Regions from separate parts of the Mus musculus genome. Here region 1 is linked to region 2. The links are chromatin contacts, called in public HiChIP or PLAC-seq maps. All regions are on one chromosome and are shown on one strand. Each heading gives the region's core, a stretch centred on a gene start, on an enhancer-like site or on the middle of the called end of the contact. The rest is flanking DNA. Distances are from core to core; before and after follow the strand shown. Region 1 overlaps Tceanc2 (transcription elongation factor A (SII) N-terminal and central domain containing 2). Region 2 overlaps Lexm (lymphocyte expansion molecule).

Evidence for each region. HiChIP or PLAC-seq counts read pairs in DNA pulled down with a chosen protein or histone mark.
Region 1: a contact with region 2 is called in an H3K4me3 HiChIP or PLAC-seq map of forebrain, with 4 times the contacts expected there. The contact joins two enhancer-like sites. A contact is called at or near these places in 13 of 39 promoter capture datasets (the C10 cell line, the HPC-7 cell line, cranial neural crest and 9 more), 2 of 15 datasets of contacts at CTCF or cohesin (the NIH/3T3 cell line and large pre-B cells), 7 of 484 Hi-C or Micro-C datasets (cerebral cortex, cortical neurons, embryonic limb bud and 2 more), 7 of 115 datasets of contacts at active chromatin or transcription factors (T-cell acute lymphoblastic leukemia, embryonic basal ganglia, embryonic hindbrain and 3 more) and 2 of 9 other capture datasets (embryonic stem cells and liver).

The regions. Positions count from the first base shown.
Region 1 is chr4:107,138,424-107,141,848 of GRCm38.p6, reverse strand. It overlaps Tceanc2 (transcription elongation factor A (SII) N-terminal and central domain containing 2), which reads left to right. Exons shown (of 5, transcript NM_025617.2): 5 at 2,050-3,425. The coding sequence ends at 2,238. Among named protein-coding and RNA genes, the nearest start is that of Tceanc2, 38 kb to the left of the region's middle. Within about 2 kb of position 1,903, at least 43 of the 459 cell types and tissues checked have an H3K27ac peak or open chromatin away from gene starts, as enhancers often do. A contact at or near this core is called in cerebral cortex, embryonic limb bud and forebrain, where this site is marked.
Region 2 is chr4:106,605,694-106,609,031 of GRCm38.p6, reverse strand. Lexm (lymphocyte expansion molecule) reads left to right here. Exons shown (of 10, transcript NM_183182.3): 9 at 1,610-1,743. Among named protein-coding and RNA genes, the nearest start is that of Lexm, 9.9 kb to the left of the region's middle. Within about 2 kb of position 1,906, at least 50 of the 459 cell types and tissues checked have an H3K27ac peak or open chromatin away from gene starts, as enhancers often do. A contact at or near this core is called in cerebral cortex, embryonic limb bud and forebrain, where this site is marked.

The DNA.
Region 1 (3,425 bases), core at 654-3,153, 530 kb before region 2:
GTGTGTGTGTACTTCATTCCCATGGCATGGCTGTGACCTGTTGTGGAAACAGAAGCATGCCCTCTTCCTTTGATAACCACGCCCCCTTTTTATAAAAGCTTCCTTGCACATGAAGCTAAGCAAACCTTAGCATTTGGTAACTAATGGATTTCATCCTGGGTGATAGAAGGAAGACGGGCGTGCAAGCCAGTAAGCAGCACTCCTCCATGGTCTCTGCACCAGCTTCTGCCTCCAGGTTCCTGACTTCCTTTGATGATGAGCAATGATGTGGAAGCCTAAGCCAAATAAACGCTTTCCTCGTCCAAGTTGCTTTGGTCTCGGTGTTTGTCACAGCAATAGAAACTCTTACTGAGCCGGGTGTCGTGGCCACACTAAGTGCCTAAGAAGGGCTGAAGAGAGAGAAATGAACTGGTCTGGGCTGTGACTACAACTCAGTGCTGGAGCCTGTGCCTAGCACGTGTAAGGTTCCCAGTTCAGTGTCCAGCACCAGTCAGTACATAAGTAAATAGGATTCCAATTTGGAAGGATGTTTTACCAGGGGAACTGCAGTGTATTGTGACAGTGATCAAGGAACGCTGAGGACATTGTTGCAGCCTAAAGAACTCTCAGTCTTTGCACTAAGGTTTTTTTATTTTCCCTGTGTGTGTGTGTGTGTGTGTGTGTGTGTGTGTGTGTGTGTGTGTGTGTGTTGGAGTAGGGGTTGCTTAAACTTGACATACCAACATAGCAGAGTGTCTTGGTTAGGATTACTGTTGCTGTGATGAAACACCCTGAATTACAGTTCACTTAGGGAAGCCAAGGCAAGAATTCAAGCAGGGCAGGAACCCAGAGGCAGGAGACACAGAGGCCATGGAGGGGTGCTGCTTACTGGCTTGCCTCCCCTGGCTTGTTCACCCTGCTTTCTTACAGAACCTAGGACCACCAACCCAGAGTGGTACTACCCACAGTGGACTAGGCCTTACCACAAAATAAGAAAATGCTCTACAGCCAGGTGTGGTGGCATATGCCTTTCTTTAATCCCAGCATTTGGGAGGCAGAGGCAGAGGAAGGCAGATCTGAGTGTGAGCCCAGCCTGGTCTACAGAATGAGTTCCAGGACAGCCAGAGCTACACAGAGAAACCCTTTCTTTAAAAAACAAAAAAGGAGGGAGGGAGGAAGGGAGGGCGGGAGAGAGACAGGCAGGCAGGCAGGCAGGCAGGCAGGCCATACGGACTTGCCTGCAGCCTGACCTTCCGCAGACATTTTCAGTTAAAGCTCCCTCCTTCAGATGACTACCTGGTGTTAAATTGACATAAACCAGCAGAGTGATTCCTAGGGAAAGGCAGCCCTGGCTACTAGGAGGTGGGCCTGGAAAAGTGGGCTTGGTTGGAAGTCCCTGACCAGCCACAGAGGCTGCCCTTGATTAGGTCTATGACCTCGGCCTGGCCTGGACCTGGGGCAGATCACCCGCACTGTTAGAGACCCTGTCCGGTTGGCTTCCCCATCCAGACTCAGCCAAGGAGTGTCTCTGCTGAAGGGAAGAATGCTTGAACTCTGGAGTCAGGCTGTGTCCAGCCCTGCCCCTTCAGTTGTGAAACTCCTCCTCAGATGTAAAACGTGATAATCAGTTACGAATATTAAACATGAGCATGATTTATAAACTGCTCTGTAAGCATCCCAGGGTCCAGACCAGCACATCTAAGATGTTATATGAAGTTAAAAGGCACGTTTAAAACAAAGAGGTACGCATCGTCACTCTGATTTATTATCCTTGGGCCCCCGCTTCCTGGTTGGTAAAGCACAGGGCCTGGTGCCGGTTTCCTGTTATAATGGCAAATATTACCACCCGGCAGGGGCTGTGAATGAGGTCCCTGTCACAAAGCACATGGCCTTGTTCCTTAATTGCCAGGGTGGAATTAATTTGCTCTTCCTGTTTCTCTTGTGACAGGAAGTAGATGTCCTTGAATTTCAGTTGATTAATGGAAGCCCCAGAGCAGAGAGCGCCAGCCTCTCTTGCTTTAATCCTTATGCAACGCAAGGCCCTAATTTGATAATTTTGCTGTTTTTCAGATGGATCACCTACTGGTTGAAAATATTGAGCGGGAAACGTTTCATCTCTGCTCCCGGCTCATTAACGGGCCCTACCGGAGGACGGTACGCGCTCTGGTCTTCACATTAAAGCACCGAGCTGAGATCCGGGAGCAGGTGAAGAGCGGAGCGCTGCCGGTCGGCACGTTTGTACAGACCCACAAAAAGTGACCCGGGGACGGGCCCAGCACCGGGCCTCGCGCCACCATTCAAAGCCTCTTTTGAGTTTGGGTGATGCGGATGTTGGCTGTGCTGGATATTCCCATGGTGCCATTCCTTCAGACAGAACGTGGGGAGCCCTGGGAGATAGGCCTGTGGGGGCGGCTTCATTAGCTGCCTTGCGCTGGCGCTGCCTGACGGGATGAACGGGGCTGTCACTGGGAAGTGCCATCCAGTCACCATCACCCAGCACAATGGAAGGGTGACAGGTTTCACTGTGAGCTTGCCAAGGACACCTCTAAACTCCCCCATGTCAGCAGATGAAGTTACCACTTTATTTCGCCACCCTGCAGGTAACTGAAACTCAATTACCGCTGCTCCTCACGCGGTTCCAGCCCCCTGAGTTTAGACAGCTCCGAAGCCTCTCAGAACTCCCGTCTGCTCTCTTTGCTCTACCCCAGGGGTGAGCCCACTGGAGCCTGCGACCAGCCCTGCTTGCCACCGCTCACTTATCTGAGCCTTTCAGCTCTCCCTGGAAGACCTTCGGGGAGGGGCTCCTGAGCCCCCATGCTGAGGCCTCTAATGAGGAGCTGGCCTGAAGCCTCCCTGCACCTCGGGGTTCATTTGAATACAGCCTCTGTTGAAGATGCATAATGAAATTTCTCTTGCAGTGACTTACTGCTGTAAGAAGAAAAATGCATACGTGAAGATTTTCAATGAAATACATCTACATGTGTCTGCTTGGATGATTATGTAAATGGTACTTGCTCTTTAAAAAGTAATAATAAACTGAGATGTACTAAAACAAGAGGCATAGTTTCCCCCATGAAGCATACTACAGAACTGAGCATGATGGCTCCTGCCTGTAATCCCAGCACTCAGGGGTCTGAGACAGAAGGATTGCTATGCGTTTGAGGCCACTTTGGGCTATGTAGCAAGTACCAAACCAGTTGGAGCTATATAACAAGACTCTGTCTCCAAAAGGGGGGTGGGGGCGGGGAGGAGGGGAGGAAAGAGGAGGTTGGAGCAGGAAAAGGGAAAGAGCGTGGACAGAGTAAATGGGGTAGAAAGGAGGCAGCTGGTAAAGTTCATGGTGGGATGAGAACTGGAGGGAGGCCAGGTTGGTGGCACACACCTTTTATCCTAGCACTTTGGAAGCAGAGGCAGACCAGCCTGTTCTACATAGTGAGTTCCAAGAT
Region 2 (3,338 bases), core at 657-3,156:
ACTGAAGCTGGGCGTGGTGGCGCACGCCTTTAATTCCAGCACTTGGGAGGCAGAGGCAGGCAGATTTCTGAGTTCGAGGCCAGCCTGGTCTACAAAGTGAGTTCCAGGACAGCCAGGACTACACAGAGAAATCCTATTTCGAAAAACCAAAAAAAAAAAAAAAAAAAAAAAAAAAAAAAAAAAAAAAAAAAAAAAAAAAAGGAGAGAGCGAAATCAACTGAGAGGAGGAACAATTTATTTTGATTCTGGTTCTCAGAGGTTTCAATCCACAGCTACACTGAACTATCAGCTGGGGACGGAGACTTTTCCTGTCCAAGCCATATTTAAACCAAACCCTTCTGACCTGTAGCAGTCTCTCCGAGACGCACTTTGCTTGTGACTTATCTGCCTTTGCATTATTATCCTGCTCCCTGCCCCAGCCTGCACCCCAGCATGTGAGTTCTCAGACATCACAGGTAAGATGCTTAGACTGGAGCCCGATGGCCGTCACAGGGCCAGGGCCTGAGGTTCATCTCTGTCACCGTGATTAAAAAATTCCTGACACAAAACAACTTGGAGGAAAAAGTTTATTTAAGCTCATGGTTCCAGATTGCAGTCCACCATCTCAGGGAAGCCAAGATGGCAGAAACTTAAAATGATCAAAATGGTTAGCCCACTGCATGCACGGTCAGCTTGCCCTCTCTGCTCTTATGAAATCCAGGACCCAAACCCAGAATGGTTCGATTATCCACATCAATTAATAAAATTAAGACCAACCCACCATGGACACACCCAGAAGCCAACCTGACCCAGAAAGTCTTTTGGTGAGACTCTCTTTCTAGATGCTTCTAGGCTGGGTCAAGTTGACAATGAAAACTAGCTCTCACAGTTCAGCTGGCCATGCAAAAAAGGAAGGACCATGGTCGGGCCAGTTCCTGAGGCAGGGCAGGAAGGACTCCTGGACATGCCTACTGGACATTGACCCAGACTCTGATCTTATGACTTCCTTGCCTGTGCTGTCATGACTTTGCTTTGTCATCTTGAGGAGCTGCTTGCTGTCTTGTCTCTGAGCTTCTCTTATGGCAGACACATGGGCAGGGTGGCCAGGGCATCCTACAAAGGACCACAAACCAGGTGTCTTAGTGAACAGAGCTGGACTTTCACAGCCGTGGATGCCAGAAGACTGGAGTCCACACTTCCTATGAAGCTGATGGTAGAGAATCCTTTCTTGCCTCGTCACAGCTTTTGGTGGTGGCCAGAGACCCTTGGCTTTGCCAGCTTGTGACTGTACCAATCTGATCTCTGCCTCTGCGTATGGCCACTCCCCCCTCCCCCCAGCACCTTTTCTTGCAAGCACATCAGTCATATTAAACCAGGGTTTCACCTGCTATACCAATGGCTTCATCTCATCCCATTATATCCATCACAGTTCTCCAGTAAGGGCACAGTGGGAAGCACTGTGTTAGCGCTTCAGTACATTTTTTGGATGGAGTGGGTGACACAATTTGATTCCTAACAGCTGGGGTGGTGGTGGTGTCAGGGGCCCACAAAGAGGATTAGAAAGCCTGAGGACAAGTCCTCACACCATGCTCATCAAACATCCTGATGTCTTTTTTTCTCCCTGCCACAGAACCCAGTTGGCGTAGGCCGCTATCTCAACACCACGCTGATGGAGTCCATAGACCGAAGGCAGCGATACCGTTCTCTGTACATGAGTGAGCCCAAGCGATACCTGCAAGACCTAACCCGAGACAGACTCATGCAGTGAGTATAGCTGGAGCTCTTGGAGGGGTTTGAGGGGAGGTAGGATGACTCTTTGGTGGCCTGGAGAGGAGGCTTGCTTGGTTTCCACGCTAGCCATTTGGCAGACACAGTTTAGATCTTGGTTCAGCCTCTGATTGGCTGTGTGAAGAGGGGCAGCCTCTGATTGGCTGTGTGAAGAGGGGCGTGCTGCTTTCCTCTGAGCTTCAGTCTGCGCCCTACTCCCTGGCCCTCTGGTGTCTCGCTGGCGCAGCCCCTGCCTAAAACCTTTCCACAAGCTAAGCTGCTGTCTCCAGTTCAGGGAGAAGGAGGTGAGAAGCCAGCGTGGATGGATCTGGTACAGATTTCCATCTCCGTTTTCAGTGTTGGTCTCGGGCCTGCAGCCAGAGATCCTGGAACCAGCAATTTCTGGGCCTCCCTAGGGTCTGTGGCAGAGCCTGGACTCCCCCCCTGGCCCAGATTTCTCTTTTTGCCTTCGCAGCTCTGCTGACCCCACCCCACCCCCTGCCCCCACCCCCCACTCCGGCACTGTCCATTTTCTCAGACACATTAACCCCCACACCTCTTCTCTCTCTATTGTTTGCCTATCCTTTAAGGACTCCCTTAAACATCATCTGGTGGATCTCAGGTGGGAGCAGAGATGAGTGTACATATCACTTGCGCTTTTTCTTTTATTTATGTATTCAGTTTTTCAAGCCAGGGTTTCTCGGCGTAGCTCTAGATGCCCTAGAACTCTCTGGAGTCCAGGCTGGCCTTGAACTCAGATATCCATCCACCTGCCTCTGCCTCCCAAGTGCTAGAATGAAAGCCACTACTGCCCAGCTAATTTTTAAAATAATAAAAAAAAAGATTTATTTTATGTGTAAGGATGTATGTATGCGTTCCGAGTGTGTACCTAGTGCCTGTGGAAGTCAGAAGAGGGCATCAGATTGCTTGGAACTAGCGTTGAGGTCGGTTGTGAGCCACCACGTGGGTTCAGGGAGGGTCAGCAGAGCTTCGAAGGCAAAAAGAGAAATCTGGGCCAGGAGGGAATCCAGGCTTTGCCACAGACCCCAGGAACTGAACCCAGGTTCTCTGTAAGAGCAGCAAGTGCTCTTCCCAGCCGAGCCACCTCTCCATCCTTCACCTGTCATTAAGGAACACTAACACGTTTAGTGTAGAAAAGCACTTCTCCCCTTTCTGGCCAAGGTGCTCAGCCTTATTTTACACATATTGAACCAAGATCAGAGAGGGAAACAAGGAGATAGGTTGACAGGAGTCATACGGCTGGCAAGAAGCAGAGCAAAGACTAGAAGCCAGTCCTTTCTCTTCTAGGTCTGTGACTGTGCTCCCATGGCAGGCCCTTGGGAGGATTTAGGATCGTAGGAAGGGTCAGGCCTGGATGTTCAAAGGGCTGTGTGTGTGTGTGTGTGTGTGTGTACATGCAGGTAGGGATGTGGGTTTGTGTGTACATTTGTATGAAGCAAATACCTTGTCCCGCAGAACCATCTCACTGGTTAGAGCATTAAAATTCTGACCATAGTTATGTCTAGGGAGAAAGGCTATGGGTTCTTTCACCACATACTTTGTTTCTGTATATGAGCACACTGTCGCTGTCT